Linked DNA regions of Mus musculus: all the other regions are linked to region 1. The links are chromatin contacts, called in public HiChIP or PLAC-seq and promoter capture Hi-C maps. All regions are on one chromosome and are shown on one strand. Each heading gives the region's core, a stretch centred on a gene start, on an enhancer-like site or on the middle of the called end of the contact. The rest is flanking DNA. Distances are from core to core; before and after follow the strand shown.

Region 1 (4,303 bases), core at 791-3,290:
GAGGCTCCGTTTTTTTTTTCTGTGGCAGAGGAGGGACAAGCAGAGTCAGGGAGAATCTGGAAGAGAAACACTGGGAAATGACGAGCCAAGTAGAGGAATGTTCTGGCTATCGTTGGCCCCTTCCCAGAAGCTGGTGACAGTGGGCTGGAAGCCCTCTGTTTCATTTGTGTGTGGGCCATCCTGGGGGAAGCAGATCTGGGGAACCATTAAGGAAAGAAAGAATCCCAAGTGAAGTTTGAGCAAGTGAAGCAGTGAGTCAGCCTTGGGCAACAGTAGACACCCGGTTAAAGACAAGAATACAGAAACGAGGCTAAATAGGAATGAATCTTTCTTAAAGCTAAAATTATGGCTTCATATTGATACAAATGAACACATTTTAAAAGATTTTATTTGACAAATACAGATGGAGTAACCAGACACCTCATGTTTTGTTTGTTTGTACTTTTGTTTTTTTAGACAGGGTCTTGTTGTATAGCCCTAGCTAGCCTGGAACACTCCGTGCAGACCAGGCTGGCCTGGAATTCATGGAGATCTGCCCCCATCCCTGCCTCCCCTTAGCATGTATGTATCCAGCTTACTGCTGGGTAGAACCTTCTGGGCGCGGCCCGTCAGGCACTTCATGTTAAGTGTTGGGATTTAAAGACATGGGCTACCATGCTCGACAGCCAGCATTTGTTTGCAGCATGGTGGTTTCTAAGCTTCATGGCTCTTTTCCGGAAGCTGTTCATTTTTTCCCACCATCTGATTTCCTTTGGCCCCACCCTGATTTTTTCTGGGCTCAGGATTCAAAAGGGAAGTGGGGGAAGATCCCAGACACCTGCCATGCCCAGGAGAGAATAGTGAGGTAGCAGTATCAACAGACAAGCCCTGGCTTTGCCACAGGGAGACAGACACTTTGATTCTTCCAGGAACAGTCATTTGCATATCACTGATATTTCAAGTTGCTACAATTTCCTGCAACTGACAGAGTTACAAACTATCTCAGAAACCATCAATGCTGAACCAAGATGAGGTTCAAACCAGGGTTTCTCAGCCTGGCACAGAGATCTTTCAGACTGCACTTTTCTTCCTGTTCTCTCTGTAGAGGGATGCCCTCCGCCCGACCATCCTTTAGTAGCACCTGGCTTCCACCCAGTAGAGGCCAGGAGCCTCCTTTGTCCCAGTTGTGACAATATGAGGAAAGTCTGCAGTTAGGGTCAAAAACCTTTAGGGTCACATTGGTGCGTGCGGGTTGCTTCCAGTTGAGAACCCGTGCTTTAAACCATTCATAGCACAAGCCCGCCCAGTTCTGTGTGTGTGAGTGGCAGCGAAAACTTTCATTGGACAGAGCGGTGGTACAGGCCACCAACAGGGGCTCTGTTCTAAATGGTGTCCCAGCAGCAACTCAATAAATCATCCCAGGTAAATCTGAGTTTTAGATAAGCATCACATTATTATTCTAACACAGGTTTGCCTCGGGTGATATTTGAGGGCTACGTATGCTAAAACCACACAATCCCCCAGCCCCTTTTCTTGAAATTTAGATTTAACAAGCATGGATTGTTTTGTTTTGTTTTTTTGTTTTTTTGTTTTTTGTTTTTGTCAAATTGTACAGCCCTACTTATGCACAAATAAGTAACTGCAGAGGCCCTGGGACCCTAAAATTCCTGTCTTGCTTTAATTTGTAGGGGTTACATCTTTGAACTTCTTTGGAGCTCAGTTTCTCATCTGTAAGATGGACACACCAGTAGCCATTTCTCACAAATTTGGGGGTGGTAGGTAACATGTGTGCCCAGAGCCTGCAGAGCTCTCTTTCGATCCTGAGCCCAATGAGTGGCAACTGGCTTAGTCGCCGCGCTCCCTCCCTCATCCGCTCCTGACTCATCCGATGTTTTCTGGACAGTCATTGCTGAGTTTCGCCCAGCCTTACTCCCCAATGGCTGGGGTTTGACAACTTCGCTCCCCAACTTGCGATTGTCGTCCCCCCAACACCCCCCGCTCGCCCTCCCCACCGGGCCGCGCCATCCCGAGAGCCGTCCGAAGGTGGCAGCATCGGCCCCGTAGTCCTCACGGTCGGGCTGGCACTGTGCAGGTCGCCGGCGAGCCGCGTCCGGAGCCCGGCGCCGAGCAGGCCTGGGGAGGCGGAGGCCACACCCCGCGCACGGCCCAGGCGCTTCCCGCCGGTGAATCATCCCCGCAGCAGCGGCTCCCGCAGTCCGCTGCAGCGCCCCGGGCCCGGCCGCGCCCCAGCCGAGTGCCGTGCCCCGCCTCTCCGCGACCCCTTTCTCCGTGCAGTGCGCCAACCGGATCGCTACCATGGCGGGCATCGCGATAAAGCTGGCCAAGGACCGCGAAGCGGCCGAGGGGCTGGGGTCGCATGAGAGAGCCATCAAGTACCTCAACCAGGACTACGAGACGCTGCGGAACGAGTGCCTGGAGGCCGGGGCGCTCTTCCAGGATCCTTCCTTCCCCGCCCTGCCGTCATCCTTGGGCTATAAGGAGTTGGGGCCCTACTCCAGCAAAACTCGGGGCATCGAATGGAAGCGGCCCACGGTAGGAAGCGCGAGGGGAACAGGCAGGGCCGGCAGGGCCTGGAAGGGCACTCGGGGTTCCGGGAGGCTGCAAGTCCCTGGCTCCCCGGCTCGGTAGTCCCTGCTTAGTAGTGCTCCGCGATTGCTGCTAAGGGGACTCCCTATGCAGACTGAGGCCCAGCCAGTGGACCTGCCCCAAGCTGCGCGCAGAGCGCTTCGCAGGACAGGACCCCAAATCCCATTAGTGGACACGCCCTGGAGGCTGCCTTCGGCTTCACAAAGCCGCAGGGACACAGGGCCGCTGGGGTGAAACTTTTACTGGACTCTAGTGGTGATCTGAGTGAGGGTGGAGACACTGCTCGGCAGTAGGGGTGGGGGTGGGGATATCAGAGTAGGATAGAAGACTCGGGACTGCTGGGTGGGTGGGGGCAAGGGGTGGGCACAGCCTGGCTCTGGCTGACAAAGGTGGTCACAAGTACATGTGGCACTTGTAAATGCAAGTACATGTATTTATCCAGCGTGGGTTTTGTCTGGCTCTCAAAGTGCAGTTAGAGGACTCTTTAACTTAAAGAACTGAAGGGTAGCTTAAAGAATCGATGGGCTCCAATGATTCTGTTACTCATTATTTTGCTGACCTAGAGTCCTCACCCGGAAACCTCTGCTCAACTCCTAGATACTCCTGTCCTAACCCTCAGAGTCTCTGCCCTTAAGCCCTTCCCGTTCCCTTGTGGTTTCAATCGCCAGTGGATGCCCATGGGACCCTCACTTGACTTTTCCCAGGAACTGAGAGGAAGTCTAAACTTCTAGATTCCTGTTAGGACAATGGACATTCATACCCTGCTTCTATCCTCTTGGTTCCCCCAGGCTGCTTTTGTTACTGAGTCTAGTCTGAAAGTACCAGAGACTAGCGGGGGTATAGCTCAGTTGGTAGTCTTTACTTAGCATGCATGAAGCCCTGGGTTCTATCCCAAGCACCATATAAAATCAGGTGCATGCTAATATATGCCTGCCATTCCAGGACTCAGGAGGTGGAGATGGGAGGATGAGAGATTCAAAGCCTGGGGCCACAAAGATGGCTCATTGAGTAAGGGCTTTGGTGGTCATTTCTAATGACCTTAGTTCTGTTGCAGAACCCACCTGGAAAAAGAGAACCAACTCCCCCAAAATTTTTCTCTGACCTTCATATGCACACTGTGGCGCACACGTGCAGAATCTCACAGGCACGAATGTGCACACACACAAAATAAATACTAATAACAACAGAAGAAGATGGAGGCTGGCCTTGGCTATACAGTGAGTTCATTTGAGGCCAGCTTGGACCACATGAGAACTTGACTCAAATTTGAAGATAAGTGGCAAGGAAGACTAGAGAAGTCTCTGTGGAACAGGATTCAGAGCACCTGGGTACCCAGGGTGAATCACTGGCTCTCCCTTCCTCACCTCAGCCGGGCATGGTGGTACACACCCTTGATTGAAGCCCTCAAGACACTTTGTAGCTTTGGCTGTTTAGTAAGTTCTAGGCTAGCCTGAGCTACACAGTAAGACTGTGTCTCAACATTAAATGAAGATAAAAATAAGACCAATGAGGCCACTCTGTTTTCTCTCTTGTCTACCACACTTGGTGCAGCTGCTGCGGCTGCTTCGGTTTCCTGGAGACACCCCGCTCTTCTCTCTTACCCTCCTCATCTCCCAGGCATGCTCTTGCCCCAAGTCTGGCTCATTTACATTCTTTCAAAGTCTCCTCCTTCGAGAGTTGTTCCTCACCCTGCTGCTCTCTGCCCTGTGCACATTCC
Region 2 (4,303 bases), core at 1,295-3,794, 3.0 Mb after region 1:
ATGCTTCTCCAGCCTTGAGTCTGATGCAAGCCAGAACTGTCATTTAGTATTTCCCAATTTCAATTCTCATTTAAAAGCTACAAGAAAAAAAAAGAGAGAAACCAGTAGTTTCCGTTCTCAAGCAATCTGATTATGATAACTTAATAAGAAAAATAATTTAAAACCAGCCATAAAGAAACCAGCAGGCACTATTAGAAAGAAAAATTACTTCAAAGGCACAAAAATTGCACAAGATACAAAAGCCCCAACTGCTAAGCAATTTGTGAAAAAAAAAAAACTTTAATTAAGCTTTTCTAAAAATGTAGGTCTAAATGCTGACTCTAAGATTCATTTTAAAAGTGAAATGGACATGGGGTGGGTGCTTTCTGTATTGCTCGAGTACCTGCAAATGCAGACAAGTATACCATTAACTCTATGCAGAGGGAAACAACTAGGCACATGGCAAAGGCCTGCAGTGCCAGGGATGCTGAGTTAACCAAGGGTGGGGGCTCAGGCGGGAAGGCGTTTGCAGAGAAAACATGGAAACCTGAGTCCTGATCCCCAAAGACCCACACCCATAACCTGAGTGCGTGGAGGATGGAGGCAGACGGAGCCGTGGACACTGACGGACAGCCAGCCCAGCAGGATCTGAGCTCCAGGGTCAGGAACAGAACATGTCTCAACAAAACAGTGGACAGTGACAGTCACGTGACATCACACTACACAGGCACACACATGCATACCACATACACAAACAGAAACAGGGAGCTGGGGAGGTAGCTCCAGGGCAGAGCACTCGCCCAGCGCGTGTGCAAAGCCCAGGCTTTGACCCCTAACAAAGAAGGACAATGATAAATATAACTTTCCTAACGCCAACCACTCAAAAGGAAAATAAACCCTGCCCCAAGTTTCCTTGGACTGAGTAGGCTGTGGTCCACAGGCATTGTGAAATTTTTAAAAATGGTGCTAGGTCTGGAATTCAGGGCCTTATACGTGCGAAGTGGTCTACCACTGAGCTACAATCCCCTTGCCTTAAGAGGCTTATTTTAAAAATGAAAAACTCAAGAATATACTGGGTAAGTAAATTTTGTTATTGCTCTGATATTTTTTAAAAATCATTCTGAGGGAGGGACTGGGAGGAGAGGAGGCAGGGGAGGCAAGGATCGTGAGGTAAAGTTAATTAATTATTTAATTAATAAAAATTATAAAAATCATTCTGCCATATTCAATTGTTAAAATATAGCTCTGGGGAGGGGTGCAAGTCTAGAATCCTTCTGAGTTTATCAAAATGCCAATGGGGGGGGGTCACCTTTGCTTTTTTTCTTTTCCTGAGACATGGTTTCACTATATCCTAAACTAGCCCTGAACTCTATGCATCCCAGGCTGGCCTCCAACTGGTGGGTAATCAGCCTCCTGAATGCCAGGAGCACAGACTTTTACCACCATGCCTGGGAAGAATAATTTCAATAAAGAAAGGATGTTAAAAAACAAAACAAAAACTTAACAAAATCAAGATCAGTGAACAACAGTTAATAGCTTCTGCAGTGTACTAACTTACCATGCAAAAAAGGCCATCTTCAGGTGTCAATTCTTTCCGCCCTAGAGTTTCATTAGCTAAGGGCAATCTTGAGGCTACTTGGCAGGTGACACATTCCTGAGAAACTCTTTCCTTGTGCATTTATATGCCAAGCTCAATTATGCTGCCAGCAGAGTAAGCAGAAAGGATTGTACATATTTTAAACTAAGAAGTTGATTGGCCGCAGCTTCCAGCCTTGATGGAAGGGATAATGGGCAAAGCTTTGAGTACGATCCCCAAACACCGAAATCACTCTCAAAGAAAAGGATCTTCTAACACTGCCAAAATTCCCATTAGAGTATCCTATTTTTAGTCTTTGCAATCGGCCTTTTAAATTGCATTCTACGGTACAATGTGCTTAACTAAGTTTACACAGAGAATAAGGAAGCTTCCTAAGGCTTTAATCCTTTTAAACATGGGAAGGAATTTTAAGCTTTCAAATATTAAAATTTTTCAGCCTGAAATTTCAGTCTTGCAAACATGCATATTAAAAAGAAAAGGTAAATCTTGGCCCACAGGGAGGGAAAGAAGGGAGGCACTCGGCGGTTCCTGACAACCAAAGAGGTAGCTGTGGAGGGGAAAGAAGGTATATGGGGGCAAATAAAAGCTACCCGCAGGGAAGCTGGCACAGGCGACGGGCCACCGAACAGAGACACCGACGCGGAGTAGAAGCTGCCGGGTCCCCGGGGAGGGGAGCGCGCGCGGAGAAATTGGCGCGACGCGCGACAACCGCGTACCCGCAGAAAAGCGGGGAAAACAGGAGATCCGAGAGGGGGCGGATGCGAGAGGGACCCGCTGCAACTCCGGGGAGGACAGCGCCCGGGGAGGAGCCAGCGACTCCCCACAGCTCGGCGGTCGCCGCCAGCCGGCTGATCCCCTGCAGCCGGGCTGCTGGTCTTACCTGGGCATCCGAGGCAATGCAAGGGCTACCGCCGGGCGCCGGGTCTGTTTCCAGCCCCGCGCGCTGACATGGCGGCCGACGAGCTGTCACACCGCCGGCTCGGGTCTCCCGCGGCACTGGAGGATCGGACACCTCTAGCCTTCCCGCCCCGCCTCCCTCTGCGCAACCCTCCCGGCTGGCGGCCGGACCGAGGAGCATAGAGTGCGAGACCGCGGCTAGAGAGGAAGTGCGGAGGGCGGGCGACCATAGAGTTCCAGCACGGACACACCCGGAGAGTCCACGCACAGGAGCCTGGGGGCGGAGCCTAGGCGGAAGCGGAAGCGAGTGAGCAAAGGACTGAGGCTAGGTCGTTCGCATGCGCCATTCGTAATGTTTACTTCCGCCCGGCCTAGTGTGGTGGTGAAATGTGTGCACGTGTGATGGGGTGCTCTGCGTTCTTCGCAGAGGCTACCTTAACTGGTGTTTGAGGTGGACTTTAGAGGAGGATGAGGGGACCGGCGATGCGGCTTCCCCCGCGGATCGCGCTGTCAGCGTTGGCCCGCGGCCCATCTTGCATTCTAGGGTCCGGAGCGGCGACGCGGAAGGACTGGCAAACGAGGAACCGCCGCGGCTTCTCTGACTTCAATATAGAGCCGTTGCCTGATTCTGATTTGGAGGAGTCGTCCCCGTGGACATCCAGGAATCGATCGGAGCCTACGCGTCACATAGCATGTAAGAAAGCGGCCAGGAACCTGGTACGGGACCTGCTGGAGCACCAAAACCCATCCCGTCAAATTATACTAGAGTGCAATCCAGGTGAGTTGAACAGAAGCTTTGCCCTTAGCGTTTACGTGCCCAATATCCTAAATTAGTGTTTGTTTATTGTGTATGCGCGCGTGTTTAGGTCAGAAGACGACTTAGCGAGAGTCAGTTCTCGCCCTACACTTGTGATCTCAATGATTGAAACGAAGTGTTCAGGCTTTACGCCAACCGCCATTGCCCTCTGAGCGTTCTCATTGACCCTGAATTGTATTTTTTTCTTTCTTAAGCATCACTTCTTACTGACAGTCATTTCGTTTAGACTTGACAGTAATTTTTATGGCTAAACATTCAAATAGTCCGTGAGTAAGAGGTAGTCGCAATCTTACATACTATCTTATATACTTGTTTTTCTTCTAGGAAATAGTGACATTTGTTAGGACAGTAAGTGTTGCTGTCACTGACAGACAGAAGGCTGTACAGCTTACCTGTTGAGATGTTGTGGGTTCAAGGTAACTGCCTAATCATAGTTTTCTATATGCAAAAAGAATGTTATCTGGAAACATTGTGTCGTTGAAGCTTGTGTAAAGTCGACTTTGAAAGTGACTGTGGCCGGATGCAATGGCACACACCTTTAATCCCAGCAAGAGGCAGACTGATCTGTGAGTTGGAGGCCATCGAGGTCTACAGAGTGAATTCCAGGACAGCCAGAGCTACACAGTGAGATCCTGTCTTAAAAATAGAGGAAGAGAAAGACACACACACACACACACAGAGAGAGAGAGAGAGAGAGAGACAGACAGACAGACAGACAGACAGATAGAAATGGAGAGACAGAATCAGACAGTATGTTGTTTATTTTGCAAATAAAGTTTTTCTGTTAATATACCAGGTCCTGGAATCCTGACTGGGGCATTACTTAAAGCTGGTGCCAGAGTGGTTGCCTTTGAAAGTGAAAAGACTTTTATTCCACATTTGGAGGTATATTTTTATGTTCCTAAAGTAATATATCTATAAAGACTAGGACCTGTTGAGTGTTCCATGCTTGTTGAGTTTCTGAAAGCTTGGGAGTTCTGAAATCTCTTTTCTAGTTCCTACTGGGGCCCCGA
Region 3 (4,303 bases), core at 797-3,296, 2.8 Mb after region 1:
TTTAAAGAATTATTTTACTAAATTGTGTGTGTGCACATACGCACGTCAGTGCAGGTGCCCAAGGAGACCAGAGGTAGCAGATATTCCCTCAAGCTGGAGTTCCATGGGGCTGTCAGTCACCCAATGCAGCTGCTGGGATCCTCAGCAAGAGCAGTACATGTTCTAACTGCTGGGACACCTCGCCAGACCCGTGATTTCATTTTTAAGTAGTCCAGCCTATATAAAATCATCCAAGCTTATAAGGAAATAACTGGAACTAATTGACCCAATAGAGCCATGCAAGTCTCCACTGATTAAGGCACTCTCTGCAAAGCTGCCTAATTTGGGCAATGTAGATGGTAAGGAATTAGGTTATAATTATACAGCAGTGGTTCTCTGCCTTCCTAGTGCTGTGACCCTTTAATCCAGTTCCTCATGTTGTAGTGACCCCAACCATAAAAATTATTTTCGTTACTAATGTATAGCTGTAATTTTGTTACTGTTGTCAATCATAATCTAAGCATCTGTGTTTTCCGATGATCTTAGACAACCCCTATGAAACAGTCATTCGACCTTCAAGGGGTCTGCAATCCACAGGTCTCTGAGAACCACTGCTATACTCTCACTGAGGGAAAATAAAAGGAACAATGTATTTTAATAATGGCCTGTTTTCCAGAAAACAATAAATGTCCAAAACTTCTCTGTCAAGGTTCTGTGTGTTAGCAATGGCAGCACAAAACAAAAGGCTGTGTTCCCTTGCCCTGACAAGGCTCAGTGTGGAACCATAAAACTGAATAGAAAGAATGAAGAACAAGTATGACTTGTCCTGGGTGGAGATTTAGTTGCCAAACTCCAAGGCTATGGGGTTCTAAGTCGGGTGCTTCCCCAAAGCAAAAAGGTTGGGTGTGTGTGTGTGTGTGTGTGTGTACACGCAAGAGCACCCACGTGTCCCTCCTCACTCCCATGTGTGCATCACAACACTTAGGACAAGGCCTAGCATGGAAAATACTACTCAATCAACATGTTGACTAGAAGCTGAAAGAATAAGTAAACATCCAAAACTTAAAAAGAAAAAAAAAATTCCCACATTTTTATTAAGAATAAGACGACTGGAGTGGAGGGTGGGGGTGCGAAGAGGCAAGGGCATCAGTATGTCCAGGTCAGCCCACACTGCCTCAAGCAATTAAAGTGAGAACTGCAGGCGGATTTCGACAAGCAAAAACACAAACTGAAAACCAGAAAAACACACACACACAAAAAAGCAAGCAGCTAGCGGGGTAACTCAGAAGCACGGTGTATATGCTTACCACGTTCAGAAGTGCTGAGCTAAATCCGTATCACCAAGCCACAAAAATAGGTGCACTATAATATTGCTAGTACAACTCAGCTTTCTTAATTGTCCCCAAGAGACAAACTACAATGGACCTCCAAGAAATCCGTGTCTTATTTCCCTTTCCCACAAGTACAAGAACCCTTCAAACCCATCAGAACAACAGAGATGGACAGAGGAGCCACTGAAGTTCTGAACTCTCTCTCGACAGTGGAGATCCCCAAATTGGGAGGGAGAGAAAAGCCTTTTCTTCTTTTTTTCCTTTAATTTAGGAGCGGAACAAGGCCCGGCCCGGCTCGGCCAGGCGAGGCGTCCGGTCCTCCCGCAGGGCTCGATGCAGGCGCACGCTAGGGAGACGCCCCTCGGCGACCTGCGCCCAGCCCGGCCCGGCCCTGCCCACCCCGGCGACCCCGCCGTGTTACCCAGTTTCTGGGCAGCCTTCTCCAGCACTTGCTGCAGCTTCTCCTTGGAGCGACCCGCCACGGCCCAGGGCAGGCGGGAGCTCTGCTCCGAGGCTATCTGCTCCCGGGCCACCTCCTCCGTCACGAACTGGCCGGTGAAGCCAGAGGCGCCGAACACCACCAGGTGGAAAGGCCTCTGCTCCGTCGCCATGACGAGTCCACAGCGAGCTGCAGCCCGGGGCGGGCTGAGTCCACCGCGCCTGCGCCTCAGGCCGGGACCCCAGTACCGGGCGCAGCAACCGCCGCTGTCCTGGCCGCCGTCGGCGCGGCTACAGCGCCCGGCTCCCTTCGGCCCACGCGCGGGCCACGCCCACAGCCACGCCCACGCCTCCTCGCGACCAAGCTGCTGCGCCGCATCCCGGGCCACCGGCCGGTGCCGCGCCGCCACATCCGGCTCGGGCTGCACGTCCGCTTCGGTGGCTGACAGGAGCGGCCGACGGCCCATTGCTGCCCGCCGCCCGGCTACCCGCATCAATCTGGCCACCCGAATCATCGCGTCCTCTTGGTTCCCCTGAAGCAGAACCAGGGCGGGCCGGTTCTTCCCGCTTCTCTGGGGGGATTGCGAAAAGAGACGGCCGGGGGGTCGCCCACGCCGAGAACTGGAGCTTGGAAGTCGGTGGCGGAGGAGAAGCTTATTAGCAATAAGGAACGCTGGTGACCCGAGCTGAGAGCATTGGACTGACTGTCTGTCATCCAGCCTTTCTGATGGTGTCAGAGACCATTGCTTTGGGCTAGGCTTCCTTTAAAAAAATTTTTTAAATTATTTTTAAGTTTGTTTATGCGTCTGTATGTCTTGTCTGTGCACACGCCCGTGCCACAGGAGCCAGGGGACAACTAGTCTAGGGATCAAATGTCAGGATCAGCAGTAAGCACTTGTGCCTACTGAGCTATTCTCGGAGCTGCTACAGACCAAACCTAATCGTGTTCGTTGAGACTTATTGTAGAAAGCAGAATGTCCATGGGGGTGGGTACAGCAGCTAGGCCAGGGTATTTAGATGACCACTATCCCATGAAGCCTCTCATTTGCCTTAGTGATTTTTTTTTTTTTTTTCTGTAAATATCACTTGACTTGAATTCCGTTCTGGATTTCTTAGACCCAGCTCTGGTTTTCAGGGCTGCCCAAATTGCTGATTATTGTTGAGCGTTGTTTGTTTGTTTGTTTTCCTTTGTCTTAAGCTTGCTTAAAGTTTTGTTGTTGCTTTTGTTTCCAGACAGCTTCTCTGTGGCCTCAGAATCTGGGTCCTCCAGTGTCAGTCTCCTGAGTCTTTGAATTACAAGCCTTCCACCCCACTTCCCACCCCACTCCTTTTCTTTTGTTTTTTTGAGACAGTGTTTCTCTTTGTTAACTCTGGTGGCTGTCCTGGGACTCTCTTGGTAGACTAGGCCAGCCTCCAGCTCAGATCCACCAGCCTCTGCCTCCTGAGCACTGGACCAGCTTCCCCTGCTGTTTTTTGTTGTTGTTGTTTTGTTTTGTTTTGTTTTTAATGCTCTAGTTGGTTTTCTCTCACGATCAAGAAATTCTTGGGGAATGAAGAGATGGCTCCACAGTTAAGCACACTAGATGCTCTTCCAGAGAACTCAGGTTCGATTCCTAGCACCCACAAGGCAACTTACAGCCTTCTGTAACTCCAGTTCCAGGGGATCTGGTACTCTCTTCTGGCTTCCTCTGGTACCGGGTACTTACATGATGCACAGAAGTACACACAGGCAAAACACACACACACAAAACCAAACAAAAAGAAAATATCTGATAAATTAACTTGCAAAGAAGAAGAAGTTTGCTTAGGTTTGCAGTTTGTGTATTTTCAGTCTTTAGTCAGATGTGCCTGTTGCTTTGGGTCTCTGGGCCTCTGGTAGTCTTTCTGGATGCCGGTGACTGGACTTCAAGGCAGAGAAAATTACTCTTATGTGCATTGGTGTGAGAGGATCAGGTGCTGGAGTTACAGACAGTTGTGAGCTGCCATGTGGGTGCTGGGAATTGAACCTGGGTCCTTTGGAAGAACAACCAGTAGCCCTTAACCACTGAGCCATCTCTCCAGCCCCCACAAACTACTCTTTTCATGGCCATGAAACAAAAGTAGAAGGGGCTGATGGCTCCTACATTCTCCCCTGTAGGCATCTCCCCAGTGATTTAAGGACTTCATATTAGCCCCCACCAAAGCTTCCACTACCTCTAAACTGCAGTTTCCCAGAACCTCAGGGTCCAGACCTAACACAAAGACTCCAACCCGCAAAAGAGATACTTCACACACCAAGGCTGAGGCCAGACTGTTTTGTGACACATGGTTATAATCCCAGCACTCGGGAACCAGAGGCAAGCAGATCTCTGTGAGCTTGAGGCCAGCCTGGTTTAGAGTGAGTTCCAGGACAGCCAGGGCTGTACAAGAAACCCTGTCCTGGGAATAAAGAAAAAAAAAGATTCTGAAAGTTCTACACATGCCTACTACGTGGGCCTGTAGTGGACATTCAACATCAAAGCTATAGTGTGCTATAGATATATTTTTGATTGTGAGCCTAGCCTTTAATGGCTGAG
Region 4 (4,303 bases), core at 645-3,144, 2.8 Mb before region 1:
GTTCCCAGCAAAAGCATTAAAATAACTTATCTTTGGAACCTGGATCAGTAGTGCTGAAGTTCAAGGTATTAGGAAAGATAGAAATGAGCACGATGGTGCAAATTCTGAACAATTAATAGAGATCCCCTTATTACCAGCTATCAAACGCAATCATCAGCTAATCAGCTGGGCGTGGTGACCTTGCTTCTGGTCCCTGCACCTGGGTAGCTGAGTCAGGAGGATTGGGAATAACACATTAACTTTAGTTACACAGTAAATTCAGGCTAGCTTTGCTACCGAGTGTGGTACTTTCTCCAAACACTCATGCATGTACACATATATCCTCAATTCCAAAAACTCATATAAATATGCCGAATATATATATGTGTGTGTGTATATGTATATACATACATATATGGAGATAGAACAACCCTGGACCTCATGCATGCTAGGCAAACACTACCAACTTAACAATATCTCTCAGTAAAATTCCAGAAATGAATCCAAACATACTACTAAGGGTGGTATTTTAAATCCAAGAAAGAAGCAGATGAATGTATGACACTGCCTAGCCCTTGGGACGAGACACAGGAAGATCCTGGATTTGAGGTGGGCTACACCGCAAGATCCTGTCTCAAAAGAAAAAAGGAGAGAGGAAAAAGAAAAGAAAGGAAAAGGAGGAAAGCCACTCGCACACAAATAGCAACTGGTAGAGCTTCAAAAACAGTTGGATCTTTCTTACATTCTTATTAAAATACGTTCCAGGTAAAATGGTTCCGCTGGTAAAGGTGCTTGCCGCTAAGCCTGAGAACTTGAATTCAAATACAGTGAAAGGAGAGAACTGACTCCTGCAAGCAGCCCTCCATCCTCCACCCAAACACCTGTGGCACCTGTACACACACACACACACACACACACACACACACACACAGCCAATGCTGGGTTTTGTTGTTGTTGTTTAATGTTCCAGGAAGTCCTGGCTGGAAGCACATGTACCTTGGATTTGAAGCCAGTCTAACAGTTTTCTCTCTCAGTCTAGTAGATTTAAATTAAGGTAGAAACTACAAGAAGTATAGGAATGGCTTTATAAACTTGAAAAGGGCCATTAAAACATAAAACTAAGTGTATTAACACATTTACACAGAAATTAAAACTTCTACATGTCCAAAATGCCACAAGCAAAGCCAGTTCATACCATATAACAGGAGAGGAAAGTCCTGTATCCCCAGTAACAACTGGGCTGTTTTGTTTGGGGCAAGAACAGTTGACAAGCCATTTCCAGAAAGAGAAAGGTGCTTATCACTAAATACACGAAATGCTCAGTCTACTGAATTTAAACGAAATGCAAACCTCCAGCCTGAGAAGTGATTAAGGTTGCCACACGAAATCGTTTGCCCAGTCTGCAGGGATCGAGGAAACGTGTCCCTACTGGAGCCCTCCAACAAAAACAAAATGTATACATGGGTTCGACGCAGCTCTTCTATTCCTGGTTAAATAAATCACAGCAGCCTACTGATGCAAAGAAATGACGACTGAAAGGATCTTTGCTATTCTGAAGTTTCTAAATACGGATGCGAAAGTCAAGTTTAACTCTGTAGTTTATTCCACTATGAAAGAGAAGGTCCAGATAGACAACCACATGTGGCCACTCAAGCTTCTAGAAGCGTCTGAACGACGAGCAGTGTAGCAGTGTAGTGTTTGGGATTACAACCCCTGGCACTCCTCTAATCTGTGCCAGGGGTGGGCAGTTACCTGAACAACAAGAAACCAGGGCCGCCTGAGCCTCTGCGTTGCAGCGGGAGAAACTTACACTCAGCCTGGTGTCCCCTAAGCGCTGTCCGGCCTGGTGGCTCGCTGTCCGGGAACCGGCTGCCTCCAAGTCCACTGGTCCAATGCTGTGAGAAGGACAGCGGCTGCGCGTGCGCGAGGTCGGCGCAGGCGCACACAGGTCCCCGCGCGCTCCCGGCTGTCGGGGGAACCCGTTTCTGAGCGTTCTGCGCAGGTTTTCGCTACTTGTCGTCAGAGCCTGAGTTCCCAGGCCGTTCCTGGGTGCTGGTTTCTGGCATCTTGGCGTCACCGCCACAGTTTTTGCTTGTTTTCTCCCCTAACTTAGCTGCGACTGCACAGGTGCCACCACGCTGGCTTGCCTTTGGTTTTTAGTGAGTTGCCTTTGTGGGATTCTTTTGATAAAAGCAACACTTTTTTTTTTTCCCTTAAAAAATTTCTCATGCCGTTATTTTATGAGGATAATAATAAAAAGATTTTGTTTTTATGTGTTTTCTGCGACTCTCAAACCTTAGTTAATAGAGGCAAACCATAACTTATTTGTTCATATATATTTGTTAATATATATTTGTTCATATACATGCATATATTCATATACATTCATATAAACACACACACGGTATCATTCAGGCAGGCCTCGAATTCTTGGCAGTCCTACCTCAGCTTTTCCTGTACTACACACTCCTATTCTCACCAGCCCAGCGAGAAATGTCCACACACACCACTTACATATCGCTAGGATTGGGAAAGACTTTTTTTTTTTAATTTATTTATTTTATGTATATGAGTACACTGCAGCTATCTTCAGACAGACCAGAAGAGGGCATCTGATTCCATTACAGATGGTTGTGAACCACCATGTGGTCGCTGGGAATTGAACTCAGGATCTCTGGAAGAGGAGTCAGTGCTCTTAACAGCTGAGCCACCTCTCCAGCCCTGGGAAAGACTTCTTTAGTTTATTTCATTTACTCTGTATTTAGACATACCTTTCAGGTGTGGTAAAAATGTCTACAACACACACCCTCTAAAGCCGTACACTGGATGCTGGTGGGATGGCTCAGCAGGCAGTTTGGAGCACACGTTCTTCCAGAGCACTGGGGTTTGGTTCCCAGCACAGGCTCACAACTATCCAAACCTCTAGTTCCATGGTGCTCCACAACCTCTTCTGACCTCCTCTGGTACCAGACACACAAATGGTGCACATAAATACACCCAGGCAAAGACTCATACACATAAATAAATCAAAAAACAAAACAAAACAAAACAAAACAAAACAAAAAACTTAACAGTCCATACATTAGTTTTTGTAGTTACATTGTAACGGCGTAACAATTGCCATAAATACGGACAGATACATTCTCTCTCATGGATTTAGCTTAGCCACTGAGATGCAGAGTCCACCGGCACTCTGGGAAGTATGCCTCTTTCATGAGCTCACAGTATCTTTGTAGGGAGAATTCTGGAGTTTTGTTTTTTTTGTTTTTGTTTGTTTTTAAAAAAACAGACAAACAAATGTTTTTGCTTGAATCCCAGATGCGGGGATATGGGGCTGCTTCAGACCATCCAACTATGACAGCGGCTGCTGACTCTGATTTGCCTCTTGCCCTAGCAGAGGCGTGGTTTTGCTACCTGTGGATAATTTCTGTGATTGTATGATATTTGAAATCAACTTTTCAGATGGTATATAAATGCTAAAGAGTGGAGACAGGGTGGCATAGTTGTGCTCACAGAGAAAATAAGATTGGGGTCTGTATCTCTTTTTCTCTCCTCTATCATTGTTCTTCTCCTATCTAGAGGTAGAGGATGAAACTGGGAGAATAAAGCATGGGAAAAGAATCCACAAAGTAGCTCAGACCAGCTACATATCTTCTCATAGGGTTTCCCAGAAAACAGCCTAGTTGATTGAATACAGCTAGTTGTTCTGGAGAGTTTGGTGGTAATGTTTTCTTCATGCTGCTGTGAGATGACAGCTGTCAGTCAGGTTCTCAAATGGGAAACTACAGTTCAGAGAACGGTATTGTAAATGCTGTCATTTACTACAGAGCAGGGGAGATGGTGGTACAAACAGGAGAATTCACAAAAACGCTTAAACACCGTGTATAATTCCAGGTGCGGGGGAAGGCCCGCATCCCCCGAGCCAGCTGCTTAGAAAGACTAACCATATGGGCCAGCTCTTTGTTTCTGAGAGACCCTAACTCCTTGAATGAGGTGAAAGAGGCATGGAAGATGATTCCCACCATCAACCTAGGACTTCCACATGCACACATAGATGCATGCCCACACATGCAAATATGCACACACACACACACGGAAATGAGAAGGCAAAACAGGCTGTATACTACCTCTGGCAGTCCACGTTTCCACTCTCTCGATACTTGCTACCAAACTTCATGCTTGTTCTAATCTATTAGATGGCTCTGTGTCATCCTGACTCCCAAAGGTGAGCATAGTTTTGCATTCATTGGCTATATTTTTTTTATGAATTGCCTGTGCTTACCTTTCCCCCCTTCCTTTATCTTGTTTGTAGTCACTTTCTATA
Region 5 (4,303 bases), core at 795-3,294, 2.3 Mb before region 1:
TATGCCCACTAATGTCATGCTCTAGAGAAGTGGTTCCCGACCTGTGAGTCAAATGACCCTTTCATTAGGGCCACACTTCAGACACCTGCTTATTAGATATTGACATTGTGGTTCCTGACAGTAGCAAAATTATAGTTATGAGTAGCAATGAAATAATTTTATGGCTGGGGGTCACCACAACACGAGGAACTGCATTTAAGGGTCTCAGCATTAGGACGGTTGAGAACCAGTGCTCTAGAATTTGTAGGTAACCCATATATAGGTCATTATAATACTATATAACACATACTCCTGGGAAGAGATTTAAGATGCTTATGAGATGCTAATGCATGAAGATGTAAGTGGAAATGTGGCTACACACACACACACATGTGCACACACACATGTGCACACACACTGGTTTAAGCAAATGTTTTTCTTAAAAAAAAAACCTCTTCTCCAGCAGGTGGCTTAGTCCTACTTTGGAGGGGACAACAGATTGGCCTCCTCAAGAGGCCTTGGACAGATTATGTCTTGATGCAAAGAACCATCCTTTGAAAAATAAACCAACTCCCATCCTATGTAAGAAAGTCTGTTCTTATCCCAGTAGTCTGCTTGAATGAAATTTTTACAAAATAATGGCAGACATCAGTTAAACTGTGAAGCCTGGGTTTTATCCATCAAGTAACTATTGACAGAGTGTGTGTCTGTAGTGGGGATGAGCTCAGATCTAGTAGGCATTGAGCTTTTCAGAGGGAAAGTGAAGGGGCAGAGAAGGGGGGGGGGAACACGTGCTACATGGGTAGGCTCTCTCAGTCTGTGTCACCTATCAGAAGCAAACACACTTGCTCTGCCAGTTACAGAGGTTGGGGCTCTGTCCTGTCTTTCCTCCCATGCAGAAGTCTGTCGTCTCTGGTGACTGTCCACGCAGCAGAATTCAACATTCTAAGCCCTTGGCTATTTTAAAATTTTTATTTTTATTTTAAGTATGTGGATGTTTTTGCCCGCATGTATGCCTGAGTACCACCTGTGTTCCAGCTATCTGCGGGGGGCAGAGAGAGTGGGGGTCTGCAGGGGGCAGAGAGAGTGGGGGTCTGCAGGGGGCAGAGAGAGTGGGGGTCTCTTGGCACTGGAATTGCAGACAGATACGATCTGCTATGTAAGTACTGGGAGTCCATCTGGGTGCTCTTAACCACTGAGTCATTTCGCCATTTATTTATTTAGCGTTTATTCTCCCCCTGTCTCCTCTTTCTGTCTCTCCATGTACACCTCCCACCCTCTCCTCTCTCGTGTCTCTTGTCTCAGTCTTCCCCTCCCCTTCCCAGTCCCCCTCTCCTTCTCCCTCCCACTCTCTCTGTTTGTTCAAGAAATGGTTCCCTCCCTTCTATCACATGGCTCCCAGGGACTGAATTCGAGATGTCAGTGTTGGCAGCCAGGACCTTTATGGGTTGAGCGGCTTTCAACTGATGAGTTAATCATTGATGCTTCTGAGACAGGTCCTGGCCATCAATAGCCCACCGTGATCTTGAACTTGGGGCTATCTCTTAGCCAAAGCCTGACATTTGGATTCCGTTTAGATCGTTGTCTGAGAAAAGTCGACCAGAGTCCTCTATTCGGACCTCAGCAAGTGGTAAGCTCTGGCAGCCTTTCCCTTCCTTGCGCTGTCTTAATTGGCTGGTGTACCTGTAACCTCAGGTCACGCTGCCAGAAGCCGCGCCAGTAGTTTTGTCTCTACCTGCAGAGATGGAAGCCGAGCGTTCCAGAGAGTTGCGCGATCTTCGGGAGACCTATCCCAAAGTTGTCCCCAGGAAACATTCCTCCATTCTGCTTCATTTCAGTGCAGCAGCTTCTTGCACAATTGAGTGTGCTCCTTTTAGAAGCAAAAGGGTTAATGAGTGTAGCAGGTTGAAGAGTCATGGGGGGAGGGATCACTTTAAAGGCGGACAGAGACAAAGTAAAATGAAAGTGACCACCCCACGCTGTCACCCGCGATGGGCGTGGGCCAGGCTCCGCCGACACTGATCTGGACGTGAGCAGCATAAGTTTGACAGGCAGTGCGGCTGCGCCAACCCTGGCTCCTCCCACACTCCCGGAGCCTTAAGCCCCGCCTCGACACCGCGGCCCAGTAGCCCAGGCCTGCCCGGGATAGTGTAACATGGGTTCCTCCAGCTCTACGGCTCTGGCTCGCCTCGGCCTCCCTGGGCAGCCGCGGTCCACCTGGCTCGGCGTCGCCGCGCTGGGGCTGGCTGCGGTGGCGCTGGGGACCGTAGCTTGGCGTCGCACGCGTCCCCGGCGGCGCCGGCAGCTGCAGCAGGTGGGCACGGTGTCGAAGGTTTGGATCTACCCGATCAAGTCCTGCAAGGGGGTGTCGGTGTGTGAGACCGAGTGCACGGACATGGGGCTGCGCTGTGGCAAAGTGCGCGACAGGTACGCCGAGCCCCGCACTGCACCGGGCGCGAATGGGCCGGGGCGAGGGAGGTGGGGCCTTGCCTATCCTTGCTCGGAAGTGTGAGACCTGGAACCAGGCGCCCCTCGGTGAGTGCAAACTTTGTGAGCCTGAGCCTGGAGCAAGTCGAGAGAGGAGTTCCGTACTGCAAGCTGTGTTCTCCCCAAACCTAGAAAGTAAGGGTTTGTTGCTTCTGGGAAACACACATATGGGAAAGAGATGACAGCAGTTACAGCACGGTGCACATTGACGAGCGTGTTCAAGTTGAAATCTAAGTTTGCAAGCCCAAATATGTCTGTGGGGAGACCTTCCGGGAGGAGAATTTTAGTTTTACCACATGCAAATTTACTCTAAAGCGAAACAGAGCGCCTGGATTTCGGCCCCCACCCCTTTCGGCTTCACAGAACTGAGGCTTGTTGCCTGAATTCTCTGGGCTGTCGAGCTTTGATCCTTTAGCTGCGAAGCCCGTGCTTCTGGCTAAAGTAGTTTTGGAAAACTGAGTTGGAGCATTCCTGGAACCCTGGGGGGTGGGGGGGGGGGGGGAGACTCCCCTGTCAGCTGTCCGTACAGCTCTCCTAACTGTAGGACACTAGAAATATAAAATGCCATTGGCTGAGCGTTTTCAAGAACATCGGGCCTTCCCTCTAGTTCTGGTGACCACTTGAACGAGTAAGGAGCAGAATTACACGGTTTGCCGGGGGTGGGGCGAGGGAGGGGTTGTGGTAGATGGCGATAGAGAGCTAGTCACAAACGGGTATGAAATAATAATAAAGGAGGTTAGAATAAAAAAAAAGAGTTTAGTTCTGCTACAGAATAAATTTATAGATCAGGAATTCCGCTCATGGATTTTCCATTCCTCATTGGCGGCCTATGTTTGCAATGCTGGGAGGTTTGGGTTTAAATTATCATTTACTGAGGGCCTGGGGATATAGCTCCGTTGGTAGGAGAGAGTGTTTGCCAAGGGTTCGTGAAGCCCTGAATTTTATCCTCCAGCATCCAAGGGAGGCATGGTGGCACATGCCAGTCATTTCCACACAGGAGGATCAGAAGTTCAAGGTCACTTCCAGGGAAGCTGTAGATTTGGGTTCAAGGCCTGCCTGAGCTATATGAAAACTTGTGTATATACTGAAATGAAATAAAATGAAATAAAATACTACCATTCCTCGAGAGTCCCATCCCTGTCCAAATGAATTGAAATCACCAAGAATGGAGAATCCCCCCAGGGGATTGTTCTGCTATAATGAAATGGTTTCCTGCGAGATCATTGTGAGAAAGATGTTTAGAGTTTATTAAAGTGTGGAGGTTAAGATCTCTGCGGTCAGGAAGACCTTGGGTACCTGGTACTGGATACTGTACAACACCCAGGGGGTTCTGAGGCCCACCGTGTTAACCAGAGGTGGCAAGGCAGATGTGAGCATCTTTCCTCTCACCTAGGAACCCTGGGGTATCTCACAGGCAACCAGTACCGACCGACCTGTTTCCTCAGATCATCAGAGCATGGCGTGTGCCTCACTGAGATTATCATGGCTTGCCTGTGATGTTGCTGGTGTAGGGAGAAAAGGTGTCCTTTGCCCTGCTTTTTTCTGCTCCCTGGGGATTCAATGAAGTAAATAGAACTGCATCTCTCGTTTTGAGCAATACATTCTTTCTTTCATTTTTTCCTTTTTTTTTTTTTAAATAAAAGATCTCCCTACATTGCTCTGACTGTCCTGAACTCTGGCTTGCTGTGTAGATAAGGTTGGCCTTGAACTTGTAGGGATCGGTCTGCTTCTGTTTCCCAAGTGCTAGGGTTATAGGCCTGTCCCACCGTGCTCAGCAGGATCAGCTTCCTCTCTGGATGGTGTGGTTTGAGGTGGAGGGAAAGGCAGAGAAATGGTT
Region 6 (4,303 bases), core at 456-2,955, 2.3 Mb before region 1:
TTCTAAGCCTTAATTGGTCACTGGTGTGTACAGGGCACTTCTCAACCTGTGGGTCACGATCCTTCCACAGGGGCCACATATCAGATATCCTGCCTATCAGGTATTTACGATACGATTCCTAACAGTAGCACTATTACAGGTATGAAGTAGCAGTGAAAAGAATTTTATGGTTGGGGGTCGCCACCACATGAGGAGCCGTATTAGGAAGGTTGAGAACGGCTGGTCTAAGGCATATAGCTGATGATGTCAAAAGACATATCATCCATGGGGGACAGCTGTTGCTCCTTCCGTCTTCTCCTTCGCTGGGTCCTGGGCCCTTGGCTTCCAGCAGGCTGTGAGGTAAATGTGGGATATGAAGCTGTATCCTGAGTCAATTTTACCTGACAAGCCAAGGGAAGGAAGCAGATGGTCAGGAAGGGGCCAGCCCTCAGGAGACTTCCTTCCTCCCCAGCTAGGCTACACCTCATCATTTACTTCAGCCTCCCCAGATAGCGCCACCAGCCGGGGGGACATGCAAGCTAGAGGGTGACATTTCATGCCCAAACCCAGGGAAGTGAGTCGCCCAGCTAGCTGAGGCCAGTGTGTGCTAGCGTTCTGCTTGCTTCTCCCACTCTCCACACAGTGGCCTCTCTACAGGGCACCTCTACAGGGCGTCCAACTCAGCCGGCAGCACATTGCCTGGCCTCGGCTGGCCTCCATGATACCTCATTCTTGCATTTCCACGTGAACATCGAGTTTTGGGGACTGCCCCCTCTGCTTTAGGATGCTGCCCATCAGCAGAACTATTCTGGTCAAAGTGTGATCCTACCCATCAGACCCTCCCGTGTTTCAGGCGGTCTGAGGCTTTGTCAGAACTCTGTGGAATCTCCCTCTGGGAGGCAGGCTCTCCCTCCGATTGATTGATGGCTCCCAGCCATCTCCTTCTCTCACCTTGAGACTTGGGATGGGGTGAAGTCGGGGGAGTCCCAGTTTCTTGGTCCACTGTTTCAAGAGTCTGTTGGCTAGAGGGAAGGGCACAAGCTTCTCTTCAGAGAAATCTTTATTCCTGCAGCCAGGTTCATCCCCGCACTGCCCCTTGGCTGTAAAATCCCCAGCCCTTGTTTCAGTACAAAGTCCAGTCTCTCTGCCTTAACTTAGTAGAGAAAATGCTCTGGTTAGAACAGTCTTGAATAAATATGACATTTTAGCAGCTTGACACACCAAACAGGTGCCTAAGGCGCCCAAGGTACCTTGATGGTCTTGTCTTTGTTGTTCAAGATGCGGTAGCCTTCGGAAGAGATACCTGGCAGTGCAAGTCCACATTAGGACGCAGGGAAAAGAGGGGCGTGTGGGTGGGGGGTGCGGGGGGCGGGTGTCTACGAATAGCTGCAGCCCAGGATTGGCCCTGTAGATCCTCAAGGCTGGTCAGATCTTTTCCCTTCATATCCCAGCTGGTTGGAAGCACCCTGGCTGCTGCCAAACTGCTCCCCACAGACCCCAGAGGGGCGGCTGCCCGCAGCCTGGTTTCTAATTTCAAAATCACGCCACGTTCTGCAAACGTTGTGTGTTTTAGGTCAAATAAACAACTCTGCAAACATGTAAATAAGCTGCTCTGCACTGATTGATCCTGGGAGAGGGTCAGCGAGGGAGGGAAGGGGAGGGAGGGAGGGAGGGACCGAAGGGGGGGAAGGCAGCGGAAAGTAGGGGCAGGCGGTGAGATTCCACAGCTGAGCCACCACCTCCCGCCCAGGCCGAATGAAGATGCACAATTTGGATTGGAGGGGAAGGGTCAGGAGCTGCTGACCTTTGGGCTCAGGCCCAGGCCGCTGGCCACAGTAGCTCTTGGTCCAGTCGGCGCCGGAGGTGTATCAAGCGCTCATCCCGCCCTCTCCAGTCATGGGTGCGGGGTCCTGGGCGCTGACCCTCTTCGGCTTCTCCGCGTTTCGGGTCCCGGGCCAGCCGCGGTCCACCTGGCTCGGCGTCGCCGCGCTGGGACTGGCCGCGGTGGCCCTGGGGACAGTGGCCTGGCGTCGTGCGCGTCCCCGGCGACGCCGGCGGCTACAGCAAGTGGGAACGGTGGCACAGCTCTGGATCTACCCAATCAAGTCCTGCAAGGGGTTGTCGGTGAGCGAGGCAGAGTGCACTGCCATGGGGCTGCGCTATGGCCACCTGCGCGACAGGTACGCTGAGCACCGAGCATCACCACGCTGACCTAGGCTGTGTGGGTGTGGGGAGGTCAGCGGGGTCCGCTCGCCGGTCCCTTCTTACTCAGACTAGAGACCGGAGGCTGGGAAAGGGGTGGTGAGAAACGGAAAAAATGAACTTCACCCTCCGCCAGCCAACTCGGGGGACCTGGAACTCTGAAGTTCCCGGGTTTCACGCTTCCTGGAGTTGGACATCTCTCTATCCATCCTCTCGTGGCTATTTCAAATCTTGTGGTGTTAGACGAGGCATTTCTCACGCCGGCCAATCCGCAAGAAGAAACTTCAATCTCCCTCCACCCAGGGACCCTGAAGGGACTGGTCCTTGGTTACTTTACTCTCAGTGATAGTCTTAAATTTAGAAAAACTAAGACAATAGATCCTGGATCCTAGGCACGGCTCATCCCTGTTAGTGCAGTAGTTGAGCATGCATGACAGCTTAAGAAAATAAGCTGTGAGTGTTATTTCCCCAAGGCTCTTGTCAGATAAAGGTTCTGCACTGGGTGGGGGGGGGGGCAACCTGGGATTTGTAAACAGCGACTAAGAGTCCAGCTGAGGAGTGACCCCTGTCGCCGGGACTTCAGCGAAGGTTCAGCAGCTCTGCTCTCTTCAGGTCTGGTCTCCCACCAGCTCTGGGCATCACTGGAAGGCTGCGTATCAGGATCCTCAGGCCTCTCCTTCAGCAGAGGACACAGGCTAACAGAGGCTGCGACCTCCCCGTCTCAGCTCTCTAAAGCTAACACAAGCCATTCGCCTCAGATCAGGCCGGTCCAGTGGACATGCTGACCGACTGGTTCAGGAAGAAGAAATGGAGATTTTTGCTCCAAAGCCCTTCTTGTCTCATAGCTGATTTACGGGTGGCTTTTACATAAGGTTGATGGGCAGTTACAGATGAGTGGGTTCCTCGGTTCAGTGTGGACCTTGTAATGTGAGACTGCTCTCCGCCCGCCCCAACCCCCCCCCTCTCCCCATCACCTGTGTTTTGCAATTCTTCATATCTCAAGAACCAAAGATCATTAGAGGCTGACTCTCCTTCACTAGAAAATACACCAATGGTCCTTTCACTGAGACACAGCAGTTCTGGACAAAGTTCAAAGGTCAGCTGCTCACCTCTGCTCCAGGCAGTCAGGAACCCTAACTATTCCCTGTTTTGAGCAGTGGGATCCCACATACACTAGCTTCTTGTCTATAGATCGATTCTGTCAGCCTCAGAGGCAAAGGGCATTGCCATTTTATTACCGTATTGATTCAGAAAACATGTTCTGAATTGCACCACAGCTGTGGTGTCAAATTCTTCACTTTCGTCACAAGCTCTCAGGGAACATAAGCAATAAACAAATAAATAACAACAAATGCAAACAGCCAAACATACAATGAGGGGGACAGTGACAAGTGACAGAGAAGAGAGAGGAAGGGTCCGGGAGGCTGCCTAGGGGGTACTCAGGGAAAAATTAGAAGAAAAAAAAAGTCAATTGCTTGCACTGAAAACTAGAAAACAGCCAGGCCCTTTCCAGGCAAGTAAATTAGAAAACCATTCTAGATAGATGGGAAAAGACACCAGGCTTAAACATGTTCTAACGTGTTTACCAGGAGGAGTTGAAAACAGGGGACGGGGAACACTGAAACTTGACTGTGCACAGCGGCGAGTAAGAAGGGGAGATGACCCAAGTGTCCATCAGGGGGTGAGGAAATTAAATAAAATGTGGTTTATACAGACACTGGAATATCACCCAGCCTCGGCAAGGAGTGCAGTTGTGGTGCCTGTAATAACACAGACGGACAACGAAAACACAACGCTAATTTAACTGAGCAGGACAGAGGGACTAGTTGTACAGGATTTCAGCTCCAACTCCTTGACTCCAAATTCATAAACGGAAGTAGGAGAGGAGGTTCTGGGGCTGGAGGGGGTGGCGGGTGCAGTGAGTTGCTGCTTACTGGGCGCAGAGTTTCTGTTTGAAAAGATGAAACTTTGGAAGCTGTGGTGAAGGTTGAGCAACGCTGAACGCCGGAGGGCCATTACTCGCATACTTTGTTGGTTATTGGTGGTCAGTGGCTGGGCTGGGCCTTTCCTGAGTTCTTGGCCCCGTCTCCAACGTTCTTTTCTTTTCTCTCTTTCTTTCTTT
Region 7 (4,303 bases), core at 1,204-3,703, 2.2 Mb before region 1:
CCTCTTTTCTTTTCTTTTCTTTTCTTTTCTTTTCTTTTCTTTTCTTTTCTTTTCCTCTCCTCTCCTCTCCTCTCCTCTCCTCTCCTCTCCTCTCCTCTCCTCTCCTCTCCTCTCCTCTCCTCTCCTCTCCTCTCCTCTCCTCTCCTCTCCTCTCCTCTCCTTCCCTTTCTTTTGCACCGGGAGCTCCGATTAGGCCTCGGGTGACAAGGCTGCGCTGGGCTGCGACGGCTGCAAAGGTGCCTCAGGCTTGGGAAAACGGAGGATCGCTCAGATATGATGCAGTTACAGCTGAGCTGCGGAGGAGGCAGTCCTTGCAGCCTAGCCTTTGATCTGCGGGGCACTCCTGGTTTCTAATGCCGCAGATGCGTTTGGGCTGTGGGCGCAGCCAGACACCCAAGAGCACTCCTGTTCTACACACACAACTCCGGTTCAGCCGACTCAAACAGAGCAAAGAGGGGAAAGGGGCGGGGAGCCTTATTTCTAGGGGAGGAGGAGAAGATGCAGGCCTCTGGGCGAAGCGTCATTTTGAGCTGGGACTTGGCTATAGACCGCTTCGCTGTCTGGACGTCTTGAGGTTAAACTGGAATCGCAACTGAATTACAAGGCTGTTAGAAAAGACCGGCAACAGAGACAGGCAGCCTAGATACTCTCTCCCTAGGCTAGTAGTGACTTGCTTTCTCTAATACCCAGTGAAGTTAATGAACAGGTCTCTCACCGCATCACCAGAACTTTAGCCCAAAACTCACCTCCGGTGGCCTCTGTACTTGTCACAAGTCCACCCTCTGCTCCCTGCTAGACAGGATTTCCGGCCCCTCTCGTCCCAGGCACCATTGCCCTCAACTGTCTATACCCCTCCATTCCTTGATATAGTTAGTACCCCTGTCCCTGATACTGGGACATCATAGCCTGTGATTGATTAGCCATCGATTGCTTTCGAGGAAAAAGGCGTCCGCTAATGATGACAATACCGGCGACCAAGGACACGAAGCTGTTAGACATTAATCCAAGAGCTCACGCCAATCCTGAGCTGATAGTAGCCTGGCAGTTCCCTCACGGCTTCCAGTTTTTGGTATCTTATTGCTGAGGGGAAATAAGCCTGCCTTGGAATATCATTCCGGAGACACTTACTTGGACAATCGAAAACAAAAGATTTGGTGGTTTCGTTATTGTCATTATTTTATTTTCTTCCTGAAATGTGCAACAACCGTTCATCTAGGTGGCCTGTGGTCTGTTTGGGAGAGGGGCGGGGAAATCCACTCTGACTATAATTTAAAAGAGAACGAATTCTTAAAATAGAGATGTTGATGCGACAGAAAATTCCCAGTGCACCTAGGCTGAGTTCTAAAGACCCTAGCAAGAATGGAAGGCGCTGGCTGTGGAGGCTCGGACAGTGCCTCCCTCCAACAGGCCAAAGCGGATCCTGGAAAAACTGCAGCCGAATTAAAAGTAGGTATTTAATCTCAAAGGCAACCGCTCCCTGGCACTTGCAAAACATAGGACCTCACGTGACCAGGGGATGTGGTGGCCGCGGAGGGTAGCACTTCCTACAAGGTGCAGAGAGGGGACACGCGTGCCGCTCTTCTGGGGCTGCACTCCTTGTTGGTTCCGAGGCTCAGGGTAAAAGTTTGGCTGTTTCTAAGGGAGACGTTTGGAGCCATCTATCTTATTTTTGTTTGAAAAGTCACTCTTTCAAGTTGTCACTGGAATGACAGCTCCGAATAAAACTAATTTGTGGTCTGCCCTCCTCCTGGCTTCTTGGAGCAGCTCTGGTGAGCTGAGAAACCAGCGGATTACAGTAGACTTGGGTCGGGATTCTGGGCTGTAGGGGCGCTGAGAGGATGGGGCCTTTACCTAGGACTTGTGATAAAAGCACCTGGGTAAAAGCAGAGAGAAGGAAAGTCGCATGAGAGCGGAATACGGAAGGGACAGCCTGCGGACCGCCAGCGTGGTCTGCTGGGGTGGAGGTTGGGGGTGTACTACAGCAGAGTACGGGAGCCTCAGTGATCCCCCTCCTCCGCAGCTCCAGGAAAATTCCGGAGACCGGCTCCGAGGCTCTGCCGCTGGCGGGTCCCCGAGCTGCAGGGGACAGAGGAGAGCCAGAGGCCCGAGGAGTCTCGACCCCCAAGCGGCTCCCAGAGACGCTCAGTACTCAGCTTAGCCCACGCTGCCGCAGAAAACACTTTGGCGTGGCCAGGGCGTGGCCGAGCTCGGCCACGCCCCCCTCTTTCCCAATTCCCCTCCACTCCGGAGTCCCATTGGTCACGAAGACGTCCAATGAGCGCACGGATCAAGGTCCTACCCGGGGTCTGACTCGAAAGCTCCTGCCAAAACTTTGGGAGTTTTTAGAGAGGAGTTTTTTTTTTTTTTTTAATTTTTTTCCTTTTTTTTTTTTTTTTTTTTTTTTAAACTAACGGATCATTATTGTTGTTTTAAATTTAGCTCTTAGGGCTTAGCTGTTTGGGTTTTTCTTTCGGTGTCGGGTCCCTGTCTCCCCGGCTTCTGCGGAGTAGCAGAGCGAGGCCGCGCTCGCCTTGTCGCCCCAGCGCCTGGCGATCGCCTCCATCCACCCGGCGGGGAGCGCGCCCGCCGCGCCGCCTTTCAAGCCAAGCCAGGGGCCCAGGCCGTGGCGGGCGGCGATCGGGCCCTCGCCTCGTCCCTCGGTGGCGCTAGGGCTCCCCGGTTGGCCCTCCGCTTCAGGGCGGGCGAAGAACCGAAAGCAGCTCGGGCTCGGCTGGGACACCGCCTCTGCCCGAGCGCCCACCCACTTCCCCACTCACCCAGGACCCCGCCGGGATCCTGCCAGGATGTTCGCAGCCGGCCTGGCTCCCTTCTATGCTTCCAACTTTAGTCTCTGGTCAGCCGCCTACTGCTCCTCGGCGGGCCCGGGCGGCTGCTCCTTCGCCCTGGACCCAGCCGCTGTCAAGAAACCCTCTTTCTGCATCGCGGACATCCTGCACGCCGGCGTCGGGGAGCCGGGGCCCGCTGCAGAGGGACTGGTGGGGGCCTCGGCAGCCCTCACCGCACACTTGGGCTCCGTGCACCCGCACGCCTCCTTCCAAGCTGCCGCCAGATCCCCGCTCCGTCCCACCCCGGTGGTGGCGCCCTCAGAAGTCCCGGCTGGCTTCCCTCAGCGGCTGTCTCCGCTCTCTGCCGCCTTCCACCAGCATCTCCCGCAGCAATCACCAACGCAGCAACAGCAACCGCAGCAGCAGCCCCCGCCTCCACCCCGGGCGGTCTCCCTGCAGCCACCGACTTCGGGGACGCGGGTGGTCCCCCACCATAGCGGCTCCGCCCCTGCCCCCTCCAGCAAAGACCTCAAATTTGGTATCGATCGAATTTTGTCTGCGGAATTTGACCCAAAAGTTAAGGAAGGCAACACTCTGAGAGGTACGTATCGCTGGAAGGCCTCAGGCCTCACCACCACCCATGAGGGGCCTGATGTCAGGAGGATTTGGGGTGCGTTTATTTTTAAGGACAGAACGGTAGAATGAGGGCGAAGAAAACGAAATGAAGGAAAACTTAGTGACATGTAAAAGTCAGCTATCCCATGTTTAAAAACATATCTTCGTGTTGCTTAAACAGCATAGAAACGGATGACCATACTCTGGTTGCTGCAAAGTTTTGCAAAAGTGTGTATTATCCATCTTTTGAATGAAATATCTGCAGAACGACCTAGATCTTTCTGACAAGGAAATCTCAGCGTGGGGACACTTTGCATTTATTTGATTTCCAGTATTTCTTAAGAATTGCGGGGAAGCAAACCGGCCAGTCTAAGCTCCTGAAGGAAGGCGGGGGGGGGGGGGGGCTGAAGGGTGTAAATTAGGGGTTTGTAGAATTTCTGGAAGGCGTCCGAAATGACCACTTTAGCAACATTTTATGACAAGCCTTTCCTTATTATGGGGTGTACCGGCCATGCCTGACACACACTCTGGGGCAATTCAGGCCCCACTCTTCCGTAGCTGTTGGAGAAAGGGTCCATTTTGAGTTTAGTAGGTTCAAAGGGGGAGAAGGGAAAGGAGGAACAAATCTGCCCACAGTATGAGTTTGTGACCGACTCTTCTTTCCCCCTACCCAGATCTCACATCGCTGCTAACCGGTGGGCGGCCTGCAGGGGTGCATCTAGCTGGCCTGCAGCCTTCAGCGGGACAGTTCTTCGCATCTCTAGATCCCATTAGCGAGGCGTCTGCCATCCTCAGCCCCTTAAGCTCCAACCCAAGAAATTCTGTTCAGCATCAATTCCAAGACACATTTCCAGGTAGAAAAATTCAGCCAGTGCCGCAAAGGCCAGCGGTAGTGTGGAAAG

Evidence for each region. Promoter capture Hi-C pulls out the DNA fragments that hold promoters and counts their contacts. HiChIP or PLAC-seq counts read pairs in DNA pulled down with a chosen protein or histone mark. Capture Hi-C pulls out chosen DNA fragments and counts their contacts.
Region 2: a promoter capture Hi-C map of liver shows a contact between it and region 1, with 2.9 times the contacts expected there. The contact joins the promoter of Cnst here to the promoter of Capn2 in region 1. A contact is called at or near these places in 1 of 39 promoter capture datasets (pre-B cells) and 1 of 9 other capture datasets (liver).
Region 3: a contact with region 1 is called in a promoter capture Hi-C map of pre-B cells, with 5 times the contacts expected there. The contact joins the promoter of Sccpdh here to the promoter of Capn2 in region 1.
Region 4: a promoter capture Hi-C map of hippocampal neurons shows a contact between it and region 1, with 4 times the contacts expected there. The contact joins the promoter of Bpnt1 here to the promoter of Capn2 in region 1. A contact is called at or near these places in 3 of 39 promoter capture datasets (hippocampal neurons, liver and pre-B cells) and 1 of 9 other capture datasets (adipose tissue).
Region 5: a contact with region 1 is called in a promoter capture Hi-C map of liver, with 2.4 times the contacts expected there. The contact joins the promoter of Mtarc2 here to the promoter of Capn2 in region 1. A contact is called at or near these places in 3 of 39 promoter capture datasets (embryonic stem cells, liver and pre-B cells), 1 of 484 Hi-C or Micro-C datasets (B cells) and 2 of 115 datasets of contacts at active chromatin or transcription factors (astrocytes and extraembryonic endoderm stem cells).
Region 6: a promoter capture Hi-C map of embryonic stem cells shows a contact between it and region 1, with 38 times the contacts expected there. The contact joins the promoter of Mtarc1 here to the promoter of Capn2 in region 1. A contact is called at or near these places in 3 of 39 promoter capture datasets (the 3T3-L1 cell line, embryonic stem cells and liver).
Region 7: an H3K27ac HiChIP or PLAC-seq map of embryonic stem cells shows a contact between it and region 1, with 14 times the contacts expected there. The contact joins the promoter of Hlx here to the promoter of Capn2 in region 1. A contact is called at or near these places in 2 of 484 Hi-C or Micro-C datasets (both in embryonic stem cells), 1 of 115 datasets of contacts at active chromatin or transcription factors (embryonic stem cells) and 1 of 9 other capture datasets (liver).

What each region holds. Positions count from the first base shown.
Region 1 is chr1:182,515,347-182,519,649 of GRCm38.p6, reverse strand. Capn2 (calpain 2) reads left to right here and starts at 2,040. Exons shown (of 21, transcript NM_009794.4): 1 at 2,040-2,532. The coding sequence starts at 2,296.
Region 2 is chr1:179,544,770-179,549,072 of GRCm38.p6, reverse strand. Cnst (consortin, connexin sorting protein) reads right to left here and starts at 2,544. Exons shown (of 11, transcript NM_146105.3): 1 at 2,457-2,544. Tfb2m (transcription factor B2, mitochondrial) reads left to right here and starts at 2,797. Exons shown (of 8, transcript NM_008249.5): 1 at 2,797-3,251; 2 at 4,087-4,175. The coding sequence starts at 2,942.
Region 3 is chr1:179,665,974-179,670,276 of GRCm38.p6, reverse strand. It overlaps Sccpdh (saccharopine dehydrogenase (putative)), which reads right to left and starts at 2,046. Exons shown (of 12, transcript NM_178653.3): 1 at 1,732-2,046. The coding sequence starts at 1,921.
Region 4 is chr1:185,329,750-185,334,052 of GRCm38.p6, reverse strand. It overlaps Bpnt1 (3'(2'), 5'-bisphosphate nucleotidase 1), which reads right to left and starts at 1,894. Exons shown (of 9, transcript NM_011794.3): 1 at 1,790-1,894.
Region 5 is chr1:184,843,649-184,847,951 of GRCm38.p6, reverse strand. It overlaps Mtarc2 (mitochondrial amidoxime reducing component 2), which reads left to right and starts at 2,044. Exons shown (of 8, transcript NM_133684.4): 1 at 2,044-2,406. The coding sequence starts at 2,135. It overlaps Gm34451 (a long non-coding RNA gene), which reads right to left and starts at 2,105. Exons shown (of 2, transcript XR_865818.3): 1 at 1,715-2,105.
Region 6 is chr1:184,808,702-184,813,004 of GRCm38.p6, reverse strand. Mtarc1 (mitochondrial amidoxime reducing component 1) reads left to right here and starts at 1,705. Exons shown (of 7, transcript NM_001290273.1): 1 at 1,705-2,159. The coding sequence starts at 1,876.
Region 7 is chr1:184,730,643-184,734,945 of GRCm38.p6, reverse strand. Hlx (H2.0-like homeobox) reads left to right here and starts at 2,453. Exons shown (of 4, transcript NM_008250.2): 1 at 2,453-3,387; 2 at 4,076-4,255. The coding sequence starts at 2,805.